Linked DNA regions of Sus scrofa: region 1 is linked to region 2. Evidence: chromatin contacts called from public Hi-C data. All regions are on one chromosome and are shown on one strand. The core of a region is the stretch at or near the end of the contact, and the rest is flanking DNA. Distances in the headings are between cores, read along the strand shown.

Region 1 (4,675 bases), core at 331-2,830, 64 kb before region 2:
AGTTGACTTCTTTTGTGTTTGGAGAAAATATAGCCTCATAGATTATATTGAACTAAATGTGTTTGTTGCTCAAATATACCCATAAACACATACACACTCAACGACAGGGATAAATTTTAACAATACTGAGTTCTTTTTATGTGAAAAGACAGTACTCTAGTCACTTGGCATACTGGCTCATTAAATCCTTAGAGTAATTACCCTATTTCATCGCTGTTAATAGACATCGCTTTTTTTTTCCCCCTCACAATGAACAATTTTAAGATCACAAAGCATCATACAATTATTGAGTGAGTCCCAGCCTGGTGGAGCTATGCTGTAACTATTGAGGAAGCCAGCAATCCTGGGCGGAAGAAGGTGAACTCATCCCAAAGAACCAACTCCCCACTCTCCAGGTTGGCTCAGAAATTAAATAAGAGTTTCCGTTGTGGCTCAACAGGTTAAGAACCTGACTTAGTGTCTGGGAGGATACAGGTTCAATCCCTGACCTCGCTCAGTGGGTTAATGATCTGGCATTGCTACAAGCTGCTTTGTAGGTTGAAGATGCAGCTTGGATCTGCTGTTGCCATGGTTGTGGCGTAGGCTTGCACTTGCAGCTCCAATTGAACCCCTTGCCCAGGAACTTCCATATGCCACAGTGGTTAACAAATCTGACTAGGAACCATGAGGTTGCGGGTTCGATCCCTGGCCTTGCTCAGTGGGTTAGGGATCCGGCGTTGCCGTAAGCTGTGGTGTAGGTTGCAGACACGGCTCAGATTCCTGCATTGCTGTGGCTGTGGCGTAGGCCGGTAGCTACAGCTCCAACTGGACCCCTGGCCTGGGAACCTCCATATGCCGCAGAAGCGACCCAAGAAATGGCAAAAAGACAAAAAAAAAAGAAAAAAAAAAAAAGAGGCAGGCAGAGGACATGGTGGTTTTGGGGGTTGCGGGGGGCGTCTGTCCCACGAAGGCCCCATAGGATCCTGCTCCATTACAGTTGTGTGGAAACTCTGCACTGACGCCTTTGGTAACAACAGTAAAACGCTAGCGTCAGAATGTCTTGGTATCTACAAAACACATATTAAGGCATATAAAGTTGCTTTTACTTTCCCCGCTTTCTATAGATGGAGAAGCCAGAGCAGAAGTTACGAGGCTTGTCCACTAACACTCAGCTAGTAAGTGCCAGAGCCAAGAGTTAAGCCCAACCGTCTGGCTCCTGAACTCACACTATCTCTATCACTTGGCGGCGGGAGCAGGCACTGAGTGAAAAAACACAGGGCTGAGTGAACAAAGGAAAAGACGCACTAATGCATGCTGTCCTTGATACGTTAGGTACACCACACAGGACTGTCGTTTGGGGATGCCGAGAGTCGAGTATCTTTAATTTACATACCTCAGTTAAAATTTTAAATTAGTTCAACATAAATTTTAAAAATAAGTGGTATATTTTATAAGGAAACATATCCTATGAAACACTGAGAATATTGGTAAAGATTTATGTGGGAGGGAGGGGAATTGGAGACCCCCAATGAGAGGGGAATGCTTTAATCATTCCTTATACTCACCAAGTCCTTTTCCCTGACTGTTGGCACCAAGACTGGTACATTCCTAGCATTCTTACTCATCCATCCCTTTCCCAGTCCCAGGCAGACAGCACTGTGCCCTGTTGACCCAGGGCCTGGAAAGCCGCTGGAAGCATCCTTCCATTCCCAGCCACTATCAATGGTGTCTCTCATTCATTGACAGAGACCCGCCTGCCATCTCTGGCCCAAACGTTTCATTTTCAAGTTGTAAGCTGAACAATTCTGGAAATCAAAGTAACATTTCTAAGGCTCTGGGGGAACATTTAGTCTGCTGGCAGAAACTCATTTTCTTCTCGACTAAGAAAGATGAATCTTTGATTCTGTTCCTTTACCCAATGTAGCTAGTCTGTTTTTCCAATATACTAACCTTCGGCCTGCCAGAGCACTGCAACAACCTCAAGTGCCTGGAAGAGAAAGTAAACTTTCCCAGAAGGCACAGGTCAGCGTGTTTCTCCCTGGGTTCAGATCCTGCCTCTGCCCTTTAATGGTGTCATACTGTCTGATCATTCGTTTGGTGTCTTAGTGTCTTTGTCTGTAAAACAGGGGTACATCACAGGGCTGTTGGGATGACAACACCTGCCACCTGGGTCATAGTAAACAGGCCATGAAATTTAGCTATTGTTAGCTATTGTCATTAAGACACAGTCATCTTTAGCTACATACCCATGTTCTTTTATAATTTACAAAAGAAGAAAATGCTTTCCCTCTCAAAAAACTTTTTCACTTTAACTTTCAATGTCATCTCTTATTTTCTCAAAAATTACTGATAAGGTTCGACTGGAACTTTCATTAGAACTTTAAGATTCTATAATACATATATGCTCTTTGCCTTTTCAACATAAACACTTAACCTTGATAAAAGATTTCACTTTCCTCTTTAAGGTGAAGAAAATCTCTGTGTTAGTTTTCTGCAGTCTATGTTTTAAACTCTGTTACCATTATTAAAAGCAGTATTAAATAGGTTTCATATAATGCCTTTGGCTCTACTAATCAAGTTCATTGAAGCAAAGCAGTCCATGATTCCAAACCACAGTGACCAGAGTGCTTCAATACCTGTCAACTCTCCTTCCTTAATCACCAAGATTAAGAACATCCAAGTATATCCAGGAAACTTGGAACTACAGAAATTCTAAAAATTGATTAAATTGCCTGGAAATGATAGATCCTAAAGAGATCAAACTTTATTACTTTGGAGATTTTCCTTGTGGACTTGGGCATGAAAAATGCAGACTTAATAACTCTGCTATGTGAGTAGAATTATCTCTTTTAGCTTGGCTCACCTAATTCTAAATCCACGTTCTAATATTTTCCTCCTTAATAGTACCATTCCTCTTAAACTCTTTGACTGCATGTATAGGAATCTTTCAAAAATTAGGTCATCATGCAACATTAAGCCTTAATAACTGGATGTACAGGGCATAGAGGCAAATATATCAAATTGCTTTTTCTTAATCACGATTACATTCTGTACAAGAACTTAATGCCAGTATCACCCAGTTTATTAAATCACTCAGCACAACTGGAGAATGTCAAATGAGATAATTGAACTGAAGATATTTTATAAACTGTGAAGGACAGTATAAATGTTAGGTCTCTAATATTAAATTCATAACTTGGAAAAGTGAACAGCACATATATAATCAAAAAAACACTACTTAGATTGAAGCTTCAAAATGTACCTTTCTTGTGTACTGAAAGCTAGTAGCCAGCTATCCCAGAATTTACAGATGTCACAACACAGACAGGACAGAGATAGAGCTATTAGTCTGTTCTTTTGTTTCAGCATTCATTTGCTTAATACTTTTTATTTTTCTCAAATAATTTATTATAACTATTGACTTCCTAATGGTAAAATAAAATGAAATGGTGTAACAAAATAATTCCTTTGACATATACTGTCTTTTACTATTTTTTGCATGTTAAGTTGATTCATCTATTGTCAAATCATAATTCTAACTAAACTACACTAGTTCTCTGGGAAAGATGCAATGTGCAAATTAATCACAGAGATCTTGAAGAATGGAGAAAAAGAGCCATAATCTGAGCCAAGGAGGCAGAAGTCATTCATTGGTCTCAAGGTGGAATAAGCATGACTCTCAGATGAGCATTAAATAAAACTATTCCTCAAATCAAACACAAGAATGTCAAAGAGCTAGGAAGGGTTCCTTTGACAAGGAAGAAAGGCCAGGGAGGTAGAGAGACATGATGAAGAGTAGCAGAGATATTGGCCAGTGGTTCCTGAACTTACCTACACATTAGAATTGCTAGCAATATTTTTAAAATACTCATGCCTGGCTCTTCTCCCCAAATACTCAAGGCCACAGTCTGAGCAAATGAGCCTACTATGCAAATCACCCAAGCAAAGAACCAGTCCAAGTTTGCCTAAAAGTGTTGCTGGGGTCCCTTCTTCCTTGAGAGAGTTGGTAAATACTAGAGGAACACTTAATTAAGAACATGTCATATGAATTCCAAAGGCAGCAGATTCTGAGATAATTGCCATGCAGAAATTCTATCAGGGAGGGCTTTTGGGATCAATGTTTGTGGAAGAGAAGTGAAAGAAGCCAGATTAGGCAGAAGGAGAAGATGGCAATGCTGACACGTCAAGCTGTTTTAAATTTACAGTGGTCCTTCCGAGTTATTCCAAATTGAGGCAAGGGCACTGCATCTCTATTGCCCCATGTACGTGAGTCACTGAACACATGCCACCCTAGGAGGGTTTTTGATCTAGAGTAATTGAACACTCTTTAGTGGAGGAGATATTGAAAGAAGGCTGTCAGTAGGACTGTCTGCCAGCAACATTCTCAGCTGTGGGGAAGTAAATTCTTCAATTCTCAAGAAATTCTTGGAAGTACACCTAGAATGAAAACATATTAATGTTTTTTTAACTTTAGTAACTTAGCCAATTTATTATGTAGTCTAGTAAAAACTATTTTTTTTTGTCTTTCTCTCTTTGTAGCGCCACACCCATGGCATATGGAGGTTCCCAGGCTAGGAGTCCAGTCAGAGCCGTAGCCACCAGCCTATACCAGGGCCACAGCAAAGCGGGATCCGAGCCACATCTGTGACCTAAACAACACTGGATCCTTAACCCACTGAGCGAGGCCAAGGATTGA
Region 2 (4,656 bases), core at 1,250-3,749:
GAAGCATGTTAAAGAAATGACTGGAAACACCCCTGAATACACTTGGGACTCAGCCTCCATGTATGCCCTTGTCAAGATATGTCCGCAATGAGAATGGCCTCCCTAGAAGTCACACCTTTGCACAGTGTACAACCACAGCATCCTTACATGGCAAGCCTGAAAATGGTCCTCATTTGTCTCTTAGCCATGATTCAGGATAGACATTTTATGGAAGAAATGCCTTAAGATGAATGTAGAACCAGGGAAAGAAAGGAAAAATTCCTTCTTTCATGGTGATGGTGTGCTGTTATAATCTAAATGGTTATTTTTTTTTTTTTCCCTGCCAGAGAGTGATATACTCTTATGCCCACTTATTCTTTTTTATCTCCCTAGACCCGGTGCCTGGAACTGGGCCAGTGCAAAAATCTACTGAGTGAAAGAATTCCATGAATTGTGATAGAAAAATAATCAGATTAAATTGGTAATTTTGAATGAATACCATGTGGTCTTCTTGACAAAAATGAACTGTCATATCTCCTATGTCATAACCAGGAAAACACTAAAGCTTTGGTCTGTCTAAAGTTTTGGTCTGTCTTTTAAGAGAACCTTAAGAAGTCAGGAGTCACAGAGTTGTCTCTAAAAGGAAATACCCTCTTAAGTGACCACTTTAAAGGATCCTTAAGTGGCTTCCAGTAATAGAAGACAACATTCACAGTTAAATACAAGTCTCCAAAATGATGGGTTGTTTCCGGGTCTGTTTGTCTGGAAGCAGTTTCACCGTGGTGGTTTGCATTTCTAATTGTTTAATGGGGAAATGTATCCTTTAGGTCCAAACAAAAAAAACTAGAAATACCCATGTTGTGGTGTTGGGCTTAGTAACTGCATAATTAGGATGTAAATCAGCATTTCAGATCTGATGACAGTGTTTTCTAGACAGGCATGATTAGAGGGCATGAGGAATTTGGAATGCTACCCTTTGGACAATATAATTATTTTTCTCTGGTTTACCCTGCTATCTGGACCACACCCAAAACTATCAGTTCATATATTCAATAAATGATCATTGTTTACGGTACCTGCTTTGTGAAAAGTTTCATAGTAAGCCCTAGCTGTTGTGTTGGTCTTGAGAGACAGTGTCTCTGAATATTACCGTGCTTTATGTATTCCTAAGGGCACTTTTATCTATATTTGATTGTGGCTTCTGTGTTCACTTCAGAAGCTAACCCCACCATAAAATCATACTCCACTAGAAAAGAGCTTTATTTTAGGGCTATGTTAAGATCTCTCAGTGGAAATGTGTAGTAGCATATTGTACAATTGGGTCTGATCCTCAGAGGAAAGTTTGGGAATAAAACTATGGGTAGAGACCTACTCTATTTTGCTTTTATTGTTTTTCTTCCCCCCCTCCCCAACAAATATATGTTTATCATTCAGTATGTGGATTAAGTATTGAACAAAAACAGTCATGACCTCTGCCCTCTTAGCGTTTACAATATGGCATGGAAGGTGGACATGACACAAATAATGTCAAGTGTGAGGAGTGTTACAAGAGGGTAAGAATAAGATTCCATAAGCAAGTTACAAGGGAGCCGAATTTAGTGCTCTGAGGAGAGAGTGTCACAGGAGACCTGTGTATTTGGGAAGAGTAACTTTTTAGCAAAGACCACAATGAGCTTCCAGGATGAGAACGACATTGTTCCCTGCTTTTGTAAGTGAATCCCACTTTTTTGCTCAGGTGGTAGGTGGGGCTGCTTTGAAAGCAGGGAAGATAAGGCCATGTAGGGTAAGTCGGGCAGTGCCACACTCTCAGGGGCACTCACTTGTTTTCCTGAAGCCAGGAAGACTTGAGAAGGTTCTGATTGATAAGACAGAAAGGGAAATCTGCTGGTTGGGCCAACAAAGAGGAGGGGAAGTGTTAGCCTCTGCTTATCTTTCTTGTCTGGGACACTGACTGGTGTCAGGTCTTGTGACAGGAGTGTTCCAGCCATCCAGTGGCCGGGGGAAGGCCACACGCCCTGACATCACTGGCCTGCTTGCTTGTTTATCTCCAGATTCTAGTCAGATGAGCTATTTATTGATCAAGCCATTGTTATTATGAATGCCTGAAAGCCTTTAGAAACCAGGTGAAGGAGCACTGAGGAAGTTAAATAGTCATGAATGAAGGCCCAGAGGTAAAAGACCATGTGGTCTAATGACAAATTCAATGTAATGGAGGGTTCCTGCCAAGTTTTTGGCAATATGATAAAAATGGAAAATTGTAAACTACAAAATAACTGATGCTGGGTGCATAAATGCTCCTCCTTCTTTTGCTCTTCTTCCTTTTTTCTTTCTTTCTTTTCCCTTCTTCACACTCTTCTCCTTTATCTCCCTCCCTCATTCTCCTTCTCCTCTCATTTCTCCTATCCTTCCTCTTTTGCTCTACCTCTCACTTCTTCCTCTCCTCTTTCCCCCTCCTGAACCTGGGCTCTGGAGAAATTAAGATAAATCCCAGGGCAAAAGCTGAATGAGCTGTGGACCAGAGTGACAAGCAAAGCTAGAGCTGCCCTGAGTGTATTTGTCTGCATGAGGGACTTACAGTAATTGGCATTGCCAGCTGGTAAGGCCAGGAGATAAGATTTTGGAACTTTTCAAGGTAGGAGTTATAAATGAGACCTGGCACAAAGCTAAGCCCTTCATAGGGTCCCATCCTCTGTGAGCAGTTGGTTGGAAAAAACTTTGCCTCCTGGCAAAGAGATATTTGTATGAACCAAAGGATTTGTAATCAGGCATGGGCTCCTCACACAACTTGGGAGATTACATTACCCTGTTTGGGTATTATGGAAGAATCTCAAGATAAGAAAGTAATTTCAAGTGGACTCAAACTGTCATGCCTGAGGGCAGTTGGTGGAACTCAAATTGACACTGGAAGAACAAGCTATCAAGCCAGTGCCTCCAAATCCACAGATTCATATCATTCAAATATAAATGCACAGCCCTAAGTCATTTGGACCAGAAATGAGGCACTGTAGTCCCTAAGGACTTGAGGTGCTAGAATAAAGCACACAGAAATATAGAATTTTTTAAATGTTTAAAAAAAAATTAAAAGGGAGTAAAAATCAGGACAAAGGAAAAAGAAGGACCAGGAAAGTCTGAAAAAGAACCAATAGAAATCTGTAAACAATGTAATCACTGCAATGATAATGTTGATAAATGTAGTAAGCATTTATCACCTGGAGAAAGAATTAGTGAATCAGAGCCATGATTCTCAGCCTTCAATGTATATGGCACTCACCCAGGAGACTTGTTAAAAAACATATTCTGATTCTGTAGGCCTGAAGTGGGACCCAAAAGCTTGCATTTTTACTAAGCTCTCAGGTGATGCCCATTCTTTGAGGAGCAAGGAAATAGAAGATAGATTTGAAAAATGTGACCCAGTGAGACAAAGAGAGAAAATACCTCTCTGAACAGCAGGAATAATAACAGAAAGAATATGGCTAAATCAATATTTGAAAAGATAATAGCTGAAAAATTTCTAAACCTAATGAAAGACATGATCCTGCAGATTAAGGAAACCACACCCAAGGAAGGAAGGAAGGAAGGGATGGAGGGAGGAATGGGGAGAGAGAGAGAAAGAGAGGGAAAAAAACCCTTATCTTTGAATATTGCCAATTATCAACAAAAGGGAAGATCTTAAAATCAGCCAAAGAGGACAAAAAAGTTACCCACAAAGAAACAACAATTAAATCGATGTTAGACTTTTCAACAGTACCAAAGGTGTTCCTGTCATGGCTCAGTGGTAATGAACCTGACTAGTATCCATGAGGGCATAGGTTTGATCCCTGGCCTCACTCAGTGGGTTAAGGATGCGGTGTTGCCCTGAGCTGTGCTGTAGGTTGCAGACATGGCTCAGATCCAGCGCTGCTGTGGCACAGGCTGGCAGCTGCAGCTCCAATTTGACCCCTAGTCTGGGAAATTCCATATGCCGCAGGTGTGGCCCTAAAAACAAACAAATAAAAACAGTACCAACAGATGTGGGATGATATTTTCTAGCACTGAAAGAGAGAAAAAATAATCTTAACAACCAAGGTTTGTGTATGCATCTCAAATATCCTTCAGGAAGAAGGATAAATAAAATTGTTTTTCAGACAAGCAAAAACAGAGTTTATGACCAATTCCCACTCCAAATCTAGTGATTCGCAAAGTGTGGTCACTGTTGACATCAGCATCACCTGGGAACCTGTGAGAAATGCAAATGTTCAGGCCCCACCTCAAACCTATGAATCAGAAACACTGTGGTGGGTTCTAGGTTGCTGTATCCAGCTTTCCAGGTGTTTTGATGCTGTTCCAATTGCAGAATCACTGCTCTAATAAATGAGGCAGGGAATACAAGATCTCTGAGGGAAGGTCTGAGACATAAAATGGAATCTTTATCAAATGGTACACTTTAGGTTAAGCTAAACCAACACTGACTGAGTCAAACAATAATAGCATCAAATTTGGAAGTAAAAATAAGATAGAACTAAAATATTGAACAACACAAAAAATAAGATAGGCCAGGGATGATTGTGGTTAAAATGTCCCCTTCATTCAAGAGGACAGAAATTAGATACATTTTTCCTGACAGGTATAGTGTGACAATAATAACTATTCAACAACGTGATCTAGGAGTTCCTGTAGCGGCTCAGTGGAAACCAATCT

Evidence for each region. A called contact is a pair of places that touch in the nucleus more often than the background predicts.
Region 1: a Hi-C map of heart right ventricle shows a contact between it and region 2, with 2.9 times the contacts expected there. The contact joins two enhancer-like sites. A contact is called at or near these places in 3 of 47 Hi-C or Micro-C datasets (embryonic fibroblasts, fetal heart ventricle and heart right ventricle).

Annotation. Positions count from the first base shown.
Region 1 is chr6:112,385,621-112,390,295 of Sscrofa11.1, reverse strand. No RefSeq gene overlaps it. Among named protein-coding and RNA genes, the nearest start is that of CDH2, 240 kb to the left of the region's middle. Within about 2 kb of position 1,580, at least 3 of the 83 cell types and tissues checked have an H3K27ac peak or open chromatin away from gene starts, as enhancers often do.
Region 2 is chr6:112,322,269-112,326,924 of Sscrofa11.1, reverse strand. No RefSeq gene overlaps it. Among named protein-coding and RNA genes, the nearest start is that of CDH2, 300 kb to the left of the region's middle. Within about 2 kb of position 2,499, at least 2 of the 83 cell types and tissues checked have an H3K27ac peak or open chromatin away from gene starts, as enhancers often do.